Linked DNA regions of Mus musculus: region 2 is linked to region 1. The links are chromatin contacts, called in public promoter capture Hi-C maps. All regions are on one chromosome and are shown on one strand. Each heading gives the region's core, a stretch centred on a gene start, on an enhancer-like site or on the middle of the called end of the contact. The rest is flanking DNA. Distances are from core to core; before and after follow the strand shown.

Evidence for each region. Capture Hi-C pulls out chosen DNA fragments and counts their contacts.
Region 2: a promoter capture Hi-C map of liver shows a contact between it and region 1, with 5 times the contacts expected there. The contact joins the promoter of Arl6ip6 here to the promoter of Rbm43 in region 1. A contact is called at or near these places in 3 of 39 promoter capture datasets (liver and pre-B cells), 3 of 484 Hi-C or Micro-C datasets (B cells, CD4 T cells and Th1 cells), 2 of 115 datasets of contacts at active chromatin or transcription factors (pro-B cells and thymic regulatory T cells) and 2 of 9 other capture datasets (adipose tissue and liver).

Annotation. Positions count from the first base shown.
Region 1 is chr2:51,932,622-51,939,617 of GRCm38.p6, reverse strand. It overlaps Rbm43 (RNA binding motif protein 43), which reads left to right and starts at 4,455. Exons shown (of 5, transcript NM_001141981.2): 1 at 4,455-4,786. It also overlaps the pseudogene Gm13495 and the pseudogene Gm20588.
Region 2 is chr2:53,187,606-53,194,601 of GRCm38.p6, reverse strand. It overlaps Arl6ip6 (ADP-ribosylation factor-like 6 interacting protein 6), which reads right to left and starts at 2,518. Exons shown (of 4, transcript NM_022989.4): 1 at 2,080-2,518; 2 at 265-318. The coding sequence starts at 2,479. Prpf40a (pre-mRNA processing factor 40A) reads left to right here and starts at 3,348. Exons shown (of 26, transcript NM_018785.3): 1 at 3,348-3,579; 2 at 4,502-4,633. The coding sequence starts at 3,370.

The DNA of each region.
Region 1 (6,996 bases), core at 3,206-5,705:
TGTCACAAACCATTCTCCAGGAGACTGAAAAAAAATTTAACTCATTCTACTTGGTTCCTATGCTGTACGGAAGTCTGGGAAGATTCCTTGCAAGCTTGTGTTTGTATACAGAAGAGGTCTCCAGCCTCTTCTAATGCTCAAAATATTTTGTTTCATCCTCAAGCACCTGGGAGAAGCCCAGAGGCCTGGGGACTTGAAGTGATGTGGTCAGCCCGCAAGAAGCAGTTTATGTGCTCCTGTAAACTCTGGGGGAACTAAGGAGCAGGCAAGCTCAGTGGCTCCCTCCTTCTCTCCCTCCCTCCCTCTCTTCCTTTCTCCCTCCTCCTCCTCTATTTGCCTTCCCTCTCCCTTTTTCTCCTTCTCTTTCCCCTGTTCCTTCTCCTTCTCCTCCTCCATCTCCCTTTCTTCTTCCTCTGAGACTGGGTCTTTTTATGTAGCTCAGGCTGTCCTTAAAGTCATCATTAAACCTTAGCTTCATAAATAGTGCTATCATAAATGGTAGCTCTACCTGTTATACTTGTTTTTTAGTTTCTATATACAGTGTTTTAGAGATTGTGAGAAGAACATCATTGAATCTGTAGGTGTGTATATATGTGTGTCTAAGCACACTACATAGCACATATGGAGATCTGAAGATAACTTGTAGAGTCTGTTATCTCCTTTTACCATGAGGAGCCTCTCAGGTTGTTAGGCTCGCCAGACGTTTACTCACTGAGACATCTTACTGGCCCTACCCCTCCACCCCCACCCCCGCCCACACACACACACACACACACACACACACACACACACACACACACACACACACACCTCTCTTTCACACACATGCAAGAGAGAGAATATGTCTAAAATTTATTAAAGAGGTGGTGACTAAAATTTCCCCTTTGCTTTGTCCTCACCCCTTTCTGTGCTGCCTCCTGAGCTGTGGGCTGTGTCAAGATCAAGCTGAGTATCCTTCCCAGCCACCAGCTGTCAGAAATGCGCCACAGTGGACAGTGAACACAAACTTTGTACTTTCTATGAGAAGCCAAGAGTCGCAGACATTCCTGGTGATGTTCTAGATGAAGGATGGGAGGGCTACGAGGTCTGAATCAGTGGTGGGAACGATAAACAAGGTTTTCCTATGAAGCAGGGTGTCTTGACCACAGCAGACCCTCTTTTGTTGTTGAGAAAATGACATTCTTGTAGAGACCAAAGACCAAAGCACACAAATCTGCCCAGGGATGGATTGTGGGTGATGTTCTCAATGTGGATATTGTAGAAAAAGGAGAGAGGGGTGCTACTAAGCTGAGAGACACCACTGTGTCTTGGTAGTTGAGGCCCTGAAGAACTCGCAGAATCTGAAAACTCCAATCTCTCTAAAGACAATGATGTCCACTTGTATGTTGGCAGGATGTCCTTTAACAGAGAAGGCAGGAAGCCCAAGACCAAAGCCCCTAAGAGTTGGCGTCTTGTTACGCCACATGACCTACCACACAAAAGTTCATGAAGCTCTGAAGAAACAGGGCAGCAAAAACAAAGAGCAGGCTGCAGACTACACTAAACTTTTGTCTGCAAATGAAGGAAGCTGAGGACTTCTACTTAAGTGTCGAGTCCACTCAAAAATAACTCTTAAAGGGTAATAAATAAATAAATAAATAAATAAATAATCAGACTTGGAAAAAAGAAAATTTCCCTTTTTCTATTCCCAAGTATGTTAGGGAGAGGGGAAACTTCTTACAGTGTCATCTTGTGATTCTTTTTTTTTTTTTTGCCAACATGAATGCAGTTTATGAAAATGTCAAACATTGTTTCAATATTTTAAAACTTTAGAAAGGGTCTTTATGATCGTATATTAAGTTTAGTTTTGCCAATTTGTATTGTGGATTGCTCTGGTGCTGCTTGTATTTTGATGCTAATTCTGCTTCCCCAAGAGGGGCTGCCTGGGACAAGGAGTGAATCAAATACTCAGGTAACGTTTTGTGAGCTTTCTGCCCATTTTAACTTGCAAAATAAAGGCTAGAGCAGGTGATTGGCAGTGGAAGGGAAGGTGGAGCTAAAAAGTTTTAGGGAGAAGGAGGAGAGGGAGAGAAGAGAGGATGATGGAGGAGGAGGAGTTGGAAGGAAAATGGAGCAAAAGCAGGAGGTTTAGGGAACCCACAAGTTATAAGGGATCTCACAGCTGGAGAATAGAGTAGTGCAGTGGGAGATCTGCCCAACCTAGGCCTGCAGCTTATATTCATACTAATTGAGTTGTGTTTTCTTTGCACGGGGTTATTTGGGTTGGGAATTTACCACGACACATTTGACACAATGTAGCTAGAATCGCCTAGAAAACGTTTCAGTGAGGGATTGTCTAGGCTACTGCATCTCTGTGGTTATAATAGTGGTGGCGCTGTTCTCTGAGCAAGGGATCCTGGGTCGCATAAGTTGCATAAGAGAGGAGGAATCAAGCTAAGCAGTTGTTAGTCCATTGCTTTCTGCTCCTGTCTGTGGGTGTGGTGCCATTGGTTGTCTCAAGTTCCTGCCATCCTGCAGATGAAACTGTGAGCCAGGAGAAACCCTTTCTCCATTAACCTGATTATGTCCAGGGATTTGATTGCAGCAAAAGGAAAGGAAGACACCATGCTGTATCAAGAACATAAATGTGGGGGTGTAAGCAAGCTGATAGAGTAGGAAGCAGGGAGTCAGGAGGATAGTGCTGGCCTCTCGTGCACAGGCACTGGCTTCAATCCAAAACATAGGGGAAAAAAGTGTTCTTTCTGTTTGCTCTCATTACACTTTATTAGACATTCAAATTGGCATAGTGGGGATGTGTCAGCATGGTGGCATCAGCTTGAAATCCTAGCACTTTGAAGGCCGAGACAGGAAGATCTGGAGATAAACTATAAATTGAGGAACTATATAATTACATGGAGAGGAGACCTATCTCATTCTGTCCTAAAATCTTCATAGCTGTGAAGTACCATCAAGTATGTAAGTAGGTCCTTTCATTGGTGAGCTGAGTGGACTCCTCACTACAAGCAGCATATATTCATTTCTGTCCGGCCTCTTGGGGTCACTCATGCACTAGTGTTGGAAGGGAACTTCCAAGAGTAGAGCTGCTAAGTTTGAGGATAATTGCACATTTACACGCTTGCATGTCTTTGTATTTTGATAATGCTAGAACAGGAAGACCTTTACCTTAGTCACGGTAAAGGTCACGGCTACCAATCCTACTGAAAAGAAGAAGAGCATCAGAACAGCATACTAATTTTATTAATAGCTTATCACCATTGAATGTGACACAGAGGTCATCCGAGAGAAACAGCCAGAGGCCCGAAAAATACAGTTTTTATGCTCAAGGTAGATAAAGATTGGACAGCTTTGGGAACTGTGACTGGACAGAAGTTCGCTTTCTTGTTCTGGTTTGCTCTCTATTGCTGGATAAACTCCATGACCCAAAGCACCCTGGGAAGGTCAAGGTCTATTTTGGTTTATAGGTTACAGCAGCGCAAGCCAGGAACCTGAAGCAGGAGCCTGGCGGAACTGCTGCTGACCACTTCCTGTCTGCTCACTTTCACCTGCCTAAGGATGGTACCGCCCACAGGAGGCTCACCTCTTCTGCATAAATTAGCAATCAAGAAAATGCCACACTCCAATAGCGGCAGTACACCCCTTTAATTCTAGCCAAGGCAGGCAGATATCCCTGTGTTCGAGGCTAACCTGGTATACAGAGCAAGTTCCAGGACAGCCAGAGTTACACAGAGAAATCCTATCTCGAAAAACCAAAAAATGAAAAAAGGACAGAAAATGCCACAGACATGCCTACAGTACAGAGGTAGTTTCTCAGTTGAAGGTCCTCTTCCCAAATTAATCAAGTTGACAGTCAAGATTAGCCATCCCAGCCTGTCTGGATTCATCTTTGCTCTGTGCAGCATTCCTTAATGCGGGAATGGGACTTCCCTCAGAGAGAGGGGAGTATGTTTCATAGCTTGTTTGGGACGAGAGGTGTCTATTTTATATGACCCAACGTTGGGGAAGAAGAATCCTGTTTTCTGTGACTGGCTTAGGGTCAACAAAAATGCAGGAGAGAGTCAGGAAGGGGTCAGAGGGACTTGGCTTCAGGAATAGGGCAAGCTAAAGTGCTTATGTGGGGAGCTGTATTCTGAGTCCCTGAGAGATGTCCAAATCTTTAGAAATGTTTGCATCTAAACTGGTTTGTGGGATCTGCTAATTTGAGCACACCGGTTGAAAATTGGTATCTCCCAATTTCAGTTTCTATTTCTTTACAAGGGAGTTCGTGCTCTGCTTTTGCCTTTATATTTCTTTGATTTTACTGGGCTAGATTTCTTGTGTCCCAGGCTCCAGGGCCATTCGGCCAAGTGATTGAGTTTTGTGGGCAGCAGGGTACCTTCTTCATGTGCTCTGCGTTCCACCGGTGATGAGCCTGGGCGGACCCTGCTGGCGGGAAGGAAGTGTCGGGGATCGGGTTTGAGAATGCGCTGGAGAGACGGGGCAAAGCCTAGGAATGAGTTTGGAGAGAAGCCCAGATGCCCCTGGGGCATCTTGCACAGGTACCTCAAAGGCGCCAAGGGACCGACCCAGCCGGGCTCCGCCCTTCCAAACTGAGTCTCCAAGGAAACGGAACTGGAAAGCGAAAGCGGAACCCGTTCACCTCCAGTTTAGCGCTCCCGCTGCTCGAACATCTCCGAGGCCTGGCAAGTCGCTTTTCCCCGGGTTGCAGTGCAGGAAGGCGCGCCGAGGGTCCCGGAGCACGTGTCCTGCGCGGTCGCGCGCCCCGAAGTGGCCGTCACGGGCGCAGCAGGTCTGGCTCCCACGCGTGGGGATACGGCCTCTTTTCTCACCCGCCCCTGCTCAATAGGCAGGGACTCACGGGTTTTGTCCGGAAGGTGGTTTGGGCGGGACTGCGGTTAGGAGTGGGGGCGAGGACAGTGACCCAGAAATGGAGGCTAACTACTGGAAGGAGCCAGTAAGAAGTGTCTGAGCTGAAGGCACTGGCTTGCTGTCCCTCTCTCCGTCAGAGCTAGGCCTTTGACCAGGGACCCGGGGTTTTGCCTAGATGACTGTGTTTTGGAGCTGTTACAGTGAGTGCGTGAGTTTCTATATATATTTTACCTGATTTTGTGTGTGTGTGTGTGTGTGTGTGTGTGTGTGTGTGTGTGTGTGTGTGTGTGTGTGTGTGTTTTACTTGGTGAGAGTCAAGGTATAGTGCATGAAAATAAACTATTGAGAAAACAAATAGAAAACAAAACAGCAAATGAAATATTTCTTCTTAGTGCCACACTTAAGAAGAAAGTGTTACTTTACACCACTGTCAGTCTGTCTGTCTGTCTCCCTCTCTCTCCCTCTTTTTCTCCTTCCTTCCTTCCTTTCTGACATCAAGGCCAGAGCTTCTTAAAGCAGAGCATGGAAACTGTAAAATGGCACCACACCTCTGCTGAAATTCCCGTATTTCATAGTCTTTGAGTGGATTGTTTTTCTTCTTCACTGTGCACAGAGGAAGACAGGTCATTCTCTGCTTATAACGGGTCTCAGGAGAAGGCATGTAGCCACATGTCCTCAGACTTAAGTGAGTTAGTGAAGAAAGGATGTGCAGGACGTTGACGAGACCACGGAATGAAGTGAGGTCTTGCAGAACAAGGTGATTCTAAAGATAACGTGTGCGTAGACACTTGAATTAAGAAACGCATTAGTGCTGATGAGGTGTGGAGCTCTCCTGAGCTTAAATGGATATTTGTCTTTGATATTGATGAATGGCTGGAAGGTCTGTAGTTCATGAGCCACTTACCAAGGAGGCTGGCGTGGGCTGTCAGGGAACTGTGCTGCAGAGATAAAAGCCAGGAAGTCACACAGGCTGGAAGTCTGAAAAGTTCCTCTTGTAAGGGAAATTGCATTAAGTGTCTGAGGACTAGACTGAGGTATATTTTCATCTTTTCACTATACCATCTAGAAGACAAATAGTTTACTTCCATTAAAGTGTCTTTTTTGTCATATACCCAGTAAGTTTTAACTTTTTACAGTTTTGAGAATTTTATCTTCAGGAGGTCTCCCTTTGCCTTGTATTCGACCAACATGAGCCATGCCCCCCCCCCCTCCCCACATCCCTGCCCCAGCTTTGTGTGCTGAAAACAACTTCCCCCTGTTCCTCTCCCCTCCCTCCTCCCCCCTCCCCGCCCCTCCTCCTCCCTCCCCCTCTTTTTGGTTTGGTTGTCCAAGACGGTGTTTCTCTATGTAGCCTTGGCTGTCGTGGAACTAGCTTTATAGAGCATTGTGACCTCACACTCATGGAGATCCACCTGCCTCTGCCTCCCAGTGCTGGGATCTAAGGTGTGCACTGCCACTGCTCAGCCTGAAAACTTCTTTTTTCTTGATATTTTGTTGTCTCAACTCCAGTTCTGCCCCAGCCTTCAAGGCCTCTCATTCACAGAGCCTTTCGTGCTTTAGCCAGAATTAATCTTGCTTCTTAATCCTGGATGGCCTTTACTGTAGTCTTACAGGATTTTATTGTGGGTGGTATGTGTTCGAAATGAGATGCTCTGTTTCCTTCTGTAGAGCAATATGGTTTTTATGCAAACCGAGCTCCTCTGAAATGACGTAAGTGACCTTCTTATCCTTGAGCTAGAAGTCCCCACTGGATGAATTGTCAAGCCCCTTGAATGCTGCAGGGCAGAAAGACAACACCGCACATTTTTATTCGTTAAATTAATTTTATCGTATTTTATGTGTGTGTTTTGCCTCCATGTATGTATGTACATCACATGCGTGCCTGGTGTCTTCAAAAGCCAGAAGAGGGTGTCAGACTCCCTTGAACTGGAGTTACAGGCTGTTGTGAGCCACCAGGTTGGTGTAGGGAATGGAACCCAGGTTCTCTGTAGGAGTAGCAAGGCCTCTTAACCCCTGAGCCATTTTCCCAGCTCTGTACAGTACATGTTTTGAAGAGGACAGAATTTCAGGGCAACAGATTTCTTTCTGCTTGCCACTTGTGCCCAATGTGTTGTCGGATGTGGAATGTTT
Region 2 (6,996 bases), core at 1,269-3,768, 1.3 Mb before region 1:
CAAGGAACTAGTGGACCAATGTCATGCAAAGTTACGTTGAATACTGTATACATGCATTAGTGGCCCATTATAAAATTATGAAAATTATCTAAATGTATACCTAAAAAGGAAATCTAGTAACATTTACCACAAACATATAAATAACACTACAGAACCAGCTACACATGACATATGTAAAATATTTATCCCAAAGCCTCTATAACTTAAGCTTAATTTGGGAAAACTAAAATAAGCGATTGGATGAATAAAATGATCAGTTCATACCTAACAGCCCAGTATGTATATCATCTTCATTTTTCAAGTTTTCTGCATGCAATTCTGTAAATACAAAGAGGTTTAGGTAGAAGAGTAGTTAGTGTTCCTTCATGACATGAATATCCAAAGGCATTTTGAAGACACTGTTCAATGTCAAAAGGACCCTAAAGTCAGAGCTAGGTTAAATTTCTGATTTACTACCTTCATGCAAATAGCTCTACAAGAGTCAAGTGCAATAAACACGAGACTAGTGTTTATCTCCTGGATGTGTTGAAGAAAATTTGTACAAAAGAAACTTCAGGGCATAACAGAATTTGACTTCAGTTCCTCACTCCATTCTCCAAAATGCCACTGTCCTCTGCAATGAACGTCTACTCATGGGTATATACCTTTATGTTACAAAAGAAAAATAAACTACGTGAATAACAAATCTATCATGGCTGAAGTGGGAAAAAAAACTGTTGAAGGGCCACCTGCATCCCATTAGGGAATGGGAGGAAATAAAGCAAAACTGAACTGGAGATTTAATTTTAATTAGTAAAGGCAACACAAGAATGAGTGTTGAATCCTTTTAATACAAAATAGTTTTCATGTTTCTATTTCTCAAGAATTGGCAAAGTCAGCACTAACTGAATTAAAATCTCTTTCTACTACAATAAATACTAAATCATACAACAAATTCAAATGGGGGAAGAGGGTCTTTCTGAGCATTGCTATTTGGACAATATGTCAATTTCTGACACAGTAGAATAGGCTTGTCCTGAAATAACTCTACCTGATTACAAGGGAAAAATAGAAAAACCATTTTTGCCTATAAAAGTAGAAACTTAGCCAAGCCGTGGTGATGTGTCTTTAATCCCAGCACTTGGGAGGCAGAAGCAGGCGGGTTTCTGAACTCAGAAATCAAGGCCATGGCAAATACAGTAGTGGATGCTCACAGTCAGCTATTGGATGGATCACAGGGCTCCCAATGGAGGAGCTAGAGAAAGTACCCAAGGAGCTAATGGGAACTGCAACCCTATAGGTGGAACAGCAATATGAACTAACCAGCACCCCGGAGTTCTTGACTCTAGCTGCATATGTATCAAAAGATGGCCTAGTCGGCCATCATTGGCAAGAGAGGCCCCTTAGTCTTGTAAACTTTATATACCCCAGTACAGGGGAATGCCAGGGCCAAGTAGTGGGAGTGGGTGGGTAGGGGGGCAGGGCGAGAGGGCGGGGGGGGGGGGAGTATAGGGGGCTTTCAGGATAGCATTTAAAATGTAAATGAAGAAAATATCTAATAAAAATTTTTAAAAAAGAATATTAAAAAAAAAAAAGAAAGAAAGAAAGCCAGCCAGTTTGGTCTACAAAGTGAGTTCCAGGACAGCCAGGTCTATACAGAGAAACCCTGTCTCAAAAAAGAAAAAAAGAAAGAAAGAGAGAGAGAGAGAGAAAAGTAGAAACTTGGGATGGGGTGGGGGTGGGGATCCTTGTCCTAGGTTCAGAGAACAGTGCAAACCCAGCATGTCTCTTAACATCAGCCTTAGGACGTACAGCAGTACTTTCTTACACGTACTTTTTTGATCCTTTTAAAAGTAAGGGGCTCTGCTGTTTCAACTCAAAGTGTTCAATGCCTTTACGGCATTAAAGACTGTAGATTTAGCCAAAGATCTTTTCTAAATGGGTCTCATGACGGAGCAAGGACGTCCATCTAGGGAGAGAAGACAAAAGGGACGATAGCAGTCTCGAGGGAACGCTTTGGGAGGAGAGTGTGAATGGGGGCGTGTGATGTACTGGCTGCACTTTACGCTGGACAGCCTTTCAAGGCCTGGGCTTCAATACCTTTAACGATCATGTAGGCGATGGCGAGAAGGAAAGCAAGGAGGACGGCGAACAGCAGCGAACAGAGAATGGAAAGGGCTTGGATGGGCCACCGCCGAGCCTGGGTTCGCTTGGCCGCAGTGGCCGGGAAGATGCCGTTGCGCTTATCCGGCAGGACCGGAGACCCGTCCCCGACCCGGGGGAGTAGCGGGGCCCTCTTGGTCTCCGACGACGCCCTGGCTGAGAACTCTGCCCGCAAGTCGCGGGCCACTTGGTCGCATCCCTCGTCTTCGTCGCCTTCGCCCTCACCCCAGCTGTCCCCCTGAGTGTAGTCGGAATACCCGGGCCGAGTCGCAGGGCCTGGGGTAACCTGACGGCGCCTCCGCGCGCCCGCAAACCTCCAACTCTCCACGAACGACATGGCGGGAAAGACTGAGAGTCCCGCGAAGGTCGGCTGTCCACCACCGCCACGCCCCGCCCCGGCTACAGCCAATCAGAGACGGCCGTCGGCGGACCCAACCACCGCGCGCAGAACCGTAGGGGAGTGCAAGAGCGGGTTACCCGGGGACTCCGCTTCCGGAGGCGCCGTGGGAGCGCGCGCCCATGGCCCGCCGCGACAACACTCTCATTTATTCCACCCTTTCGGGTCCTGTGGGCACGCACCTCTCGAGCCCCATGACCGCAGTTCCGCGCCTTCCTAACCGCCAGTCGCTTCCTCCCTCGGGCGAGAGATCTCTGTCTTTACCGCTCCCCGCCAGATACAGTTCGCGCCTCCGCCCTTCACTATGCCGGGCGCGCGCGCAGCTCTCGAGTTTCTCCCCCCCACCCCCAAAGGCACGACCCCCTCCCCAGGGCAACCGCGCGCGCGCGCACTAGGCCGCTAACGCCGGGTGCCGCTTCCCCCGCCCCACCCCCACCCCACCCCTGGTGGCCTCAGGTTTGTGGGGCGAACGTAACTAGGGCGAGGGGCTGGACGCCACTGCCCCACCCCCCGACGGGGTGCGGTGGCCCGAACCCGGGAATCTGGGTCCCCGCCGTGTCCCCTTTCCTGGGGGAAGTTGGTAGAGTTTCCCCGGCAGAGCACTCGACGCAGAAACTTCCTCCGTCCCCCCTCCCCCCCCCTCCATGCAGGCGACGCCGAGCGAGGCAGGGGGCGAATCGCCGCAGAGCTGCCTGTCGGTCTCGCGCTCTGATTGGACAGTAGGGAAGCCTGTCAGTTTATTGGCCCCGCTGATCCCGCCCCGCAGCTCAGGGCAGCCTTTACCCTTTGGCCCCGGCGGGCGCCAGCCACTCAGATCGCTTCTTGTTGGTATGTGCAGCGGCAGTGGCCGCCGACGGAGCAGTCTGAGCCCGACGATGAGGCCGGGGACTGGAGCCGAGCGTGGAGGCCTCATGGTGAGTGAAATGGAGAGCCAACCTCCCTCGCGGGGTCCCGGGGACGGGGAGCGGAGATTGTCCGGCTCAAACCTGTGCTCCAGTTCTTGGGTCTCTGCTGACGGCTTCCTGAGGAGACGGCCCTCGGTAAGGGATCGGCGGGGTAGGGGAAAGCGGCACAATGAAAAACCGAGTCAGAGAAACAGGAAGCTCTCTCCAAACGGAGAAGAGCATATCAGGAAGAGAGCTGCAGATGGTGGGCTACGTCCCAAGGGGGAGAGATGGAGGGCGGGAACACACAAAGAAATAGGTGGGACCTTGGACTTGCCAGTGGTCTTGGCCTAGGTAGATAGATGCCTTAGGAAGAAGGAAGGTGCTGGGCCCCGGGCGGACTGTGCATCTGAGAGCCCCAGGCTTGACTTACAGTAGGGACACTTAAGTCTGTGGGACTTAAGGAGCGGCTGCTGCGGTCTTATTTCTCCGGGAGTGGTGGTGATTTGCAGGGCTTGGGGGATTCGGTTGGGAGAATTGGCTGCGGATACTTAGTTTCAAGCCAGGAACAATGGAAGTATTATATTTTAAGCTCCCTAAAACGGCATGAATTTGTTAGTGTCTGGGACAGTTTAACTCTATTAAAACATTTGTGAAGTACTCTTGGGTACCCGCACTCTGTTTTAGGTCTTGTCCATATGAATGTAATTTTAAGTAGTATAAGCTGGTTATGTGTATAAAGGTGACGGAAGTTGTGTTCATCGTAATAATTTTTTAAGTTGGAATTCAATACATAGTCACCAAGTCTGACCAGTCATTTAACAGTTTGTTAAGTCATTGGAGAGGGGTTGTAATCCGCTAATGGGTTTAACTTTTCCATTATTTTGTAAATTTTCAGGCCCCATCTAATAATCACTGTAGTGTAATTAAGATTAACTTCAGTATATGCTAATACTGTAATTTAATCACAGTGATTTAATATTGTGCCTTAATTGATGGGTTTTAGTTGTTGTTTTTGAAATGACATTTTAAAGAAGCATTTAACTGTCTCTCACTCTCCCTTTTTATTATTTTTCAGATGGGGCATCCTGGCATGCATTATGCACCAATGGGCATGCACCCTATGGGTCAGAGAGCAAACATGCCTCCTGTACCTCATGGAATGATGCCACAGATGATGCCCCCTATGGGAGGGCCTCCAATGGGACAAGTAAGAAGACGCTTTCCCTTTGGCTTGCTTAGTTTTGTTTGAGTGTGTCGAGATGTATTTAAGATGTAAGTCAGTGGTGTACTTGCAGCCCTTTAAAGGTTAGTTTATATCCACGTAATGTCTTCAAACAAGACAAAACATTACATTGCTCATGTCTGTAACCAAATTTTGAATGTAGTAAGACTGTATGAGAAAAAATTAACTGACTTCCTCAACAAAATTAAGCTTTAAAAAAAATAAGCCGGCTGTGGTGGCGCACGCCTTTGATCCCAGCACTTGGGAGGCAGTGGCAGTTAGATCTCTGAGTTCAAGGCCAGCCTGGATCTATAGACTGAGTTCCAAGACAGAGAAACCCTATCTGGAAAACCAAGCAAATAATTTAAAGTGAGAGTATACATCTAATCTATTTAACTTAGTGACTTTATTTCAGGCATTATAATTATTAATGGTCTAGGAGTAAATATATATCAGAAGATAATCGTGGTGAATGTGTAAAGCCTAGCATCAGAAAAATAGTAGTTACTTGGGGTTTTCATGTAGAATGAATTTTATTCTTGGAGTATCTTCCTCTTGTTTGGGGTGCGGAGGGATTTTCTGCTCTATTACTAATTCTTTCCTGGACAGTGCCAAATAGGTAGCTCATTTTCTACTTAATTTTTGAATGATAATTGCTTCTATACTCCTACTTGTGCGTTGCCCCTTGAATCTCTAGCACAAATCGTAAATGGACGTTTTTTCGTAGGAGTGATTGGATTAAAAGGTTTTAAGATGACTCAGGAACACGGGTAGAATTTCTAGAGAAGTGGTCAAGAAAGACAAGAGCTTGAGGTGCATCAACAGTTCTGTCCTATGCTAGGTTCTATATAATACACTGATTCTTAGGTGGGCTGGGTTATTCCAGTTGAATATCTTGATAAGTCATGAAATTTTTGATTAGCAGAATATTTTAGAAAGCCAGTTGTATATTTTCTTTTGCTAATGAGTACTATTGAGTTTGACGATGGTTTGAGCAATGAAGGCTAAAGTTACTGGTGAAATTACAGGGGGAAACAGGAACTTGTGTTTTTTTGTTTGTTTGCTTTTTTTATTTTAAAGAGTAGAATGGCTCAGTGTTAAGTGGTTTTCTTTTATATTTGGAATATAGCCCTTAATTTTGGATAAGAAAATTGTATTCAAAGGCACCAAACTGAAAAGATTCTGCCTGCAGGAGTTCCTTATAGAAAAGATTCTTTTGCTCTGTTACTCTCGAATAATAATACTTTAAAACTCCCTAGGATATGCAGAGACAACTCTTGATTCTTTTTCTGTATCTTTCCATCTCTAAGCAGCACAAAACCCTTCTTGTTTTCTTGGTAGAGCTGCTCTAACTAGATAATGAGCTTTAAAAAATATTTATTCTCTAATGCTCTGGTTCTTATTTAAAATTAGTTTCTTTCCACAGAAAGATAAAATAAAACAATTTGCTACTGCCAGACGCTTCTCTCTTTTCTGGGGCCTTCTGTGTCCATTGGGCCAGGCAAGGTAAGTTTGCAAGGGGTTGGCCTGCTTACCCTTGCTGTCCCGGTGCTGTTGCACTAGCAGTCCTGAGATGCCAGCTACTCATTTTTAGTACAGTGCAGATTTTACTTTATTTTTTTAAGTAATTGGCATACACTGGTCACAGTTTGTTTTGTGGCCCCTTCTCTTTAGCTGTGCCAGTGACCATATTCCTAATTAGTTTACTTTATACTTACACACTTCAGATATTTTGACTTTTGCTTCATGGTTTTCTACTATTATTAATTTTTTTTTTAGTCTAATATGTTCTGTGCACCTGACTGTTTAAATGTTTAGCATTCTTCCTCTGTGAGGATAATGAATACTTTGGGAGACCAGATCTGAAAGTCTCAAGAAAATTGCTGTTATTTTCTCAAAATTAGGTCATTATCTAGTGCCCACTTCCTACCTAAGAGTATGGGTCCTAGCTTATGGTAAAGCTAAGCTGAATCCTTAAGGGCTCCAGGATTCTTTCTCAAAGCTCTGTGTACCTTTTCTTAATGATGAACTGATTGTTTTCCTGCATCATTTCTTCTCTTTGCATATGCTCTGGATTATTAATAGTAATTATAATGAGAAGATAATTGAGAAGAAGCAGGGTACCTGTATAGTTTTGCCATCCATCTTTTTTAAAGTTTGTTAAAAACTTTTAGATTTTCGGGACTAAGGGCTTTATAATCTTCAAAAATAGTTGATCTTTTATAACTGCAGAATTCTGTGGCCATTATTTCATCTAACATGGGCTTATAGTACATGAAAAATAAATTACAATTTCCAGACCACAAGCAGACTTTTTGCCTTGTCATAGTCACATTTAACACGTGAAA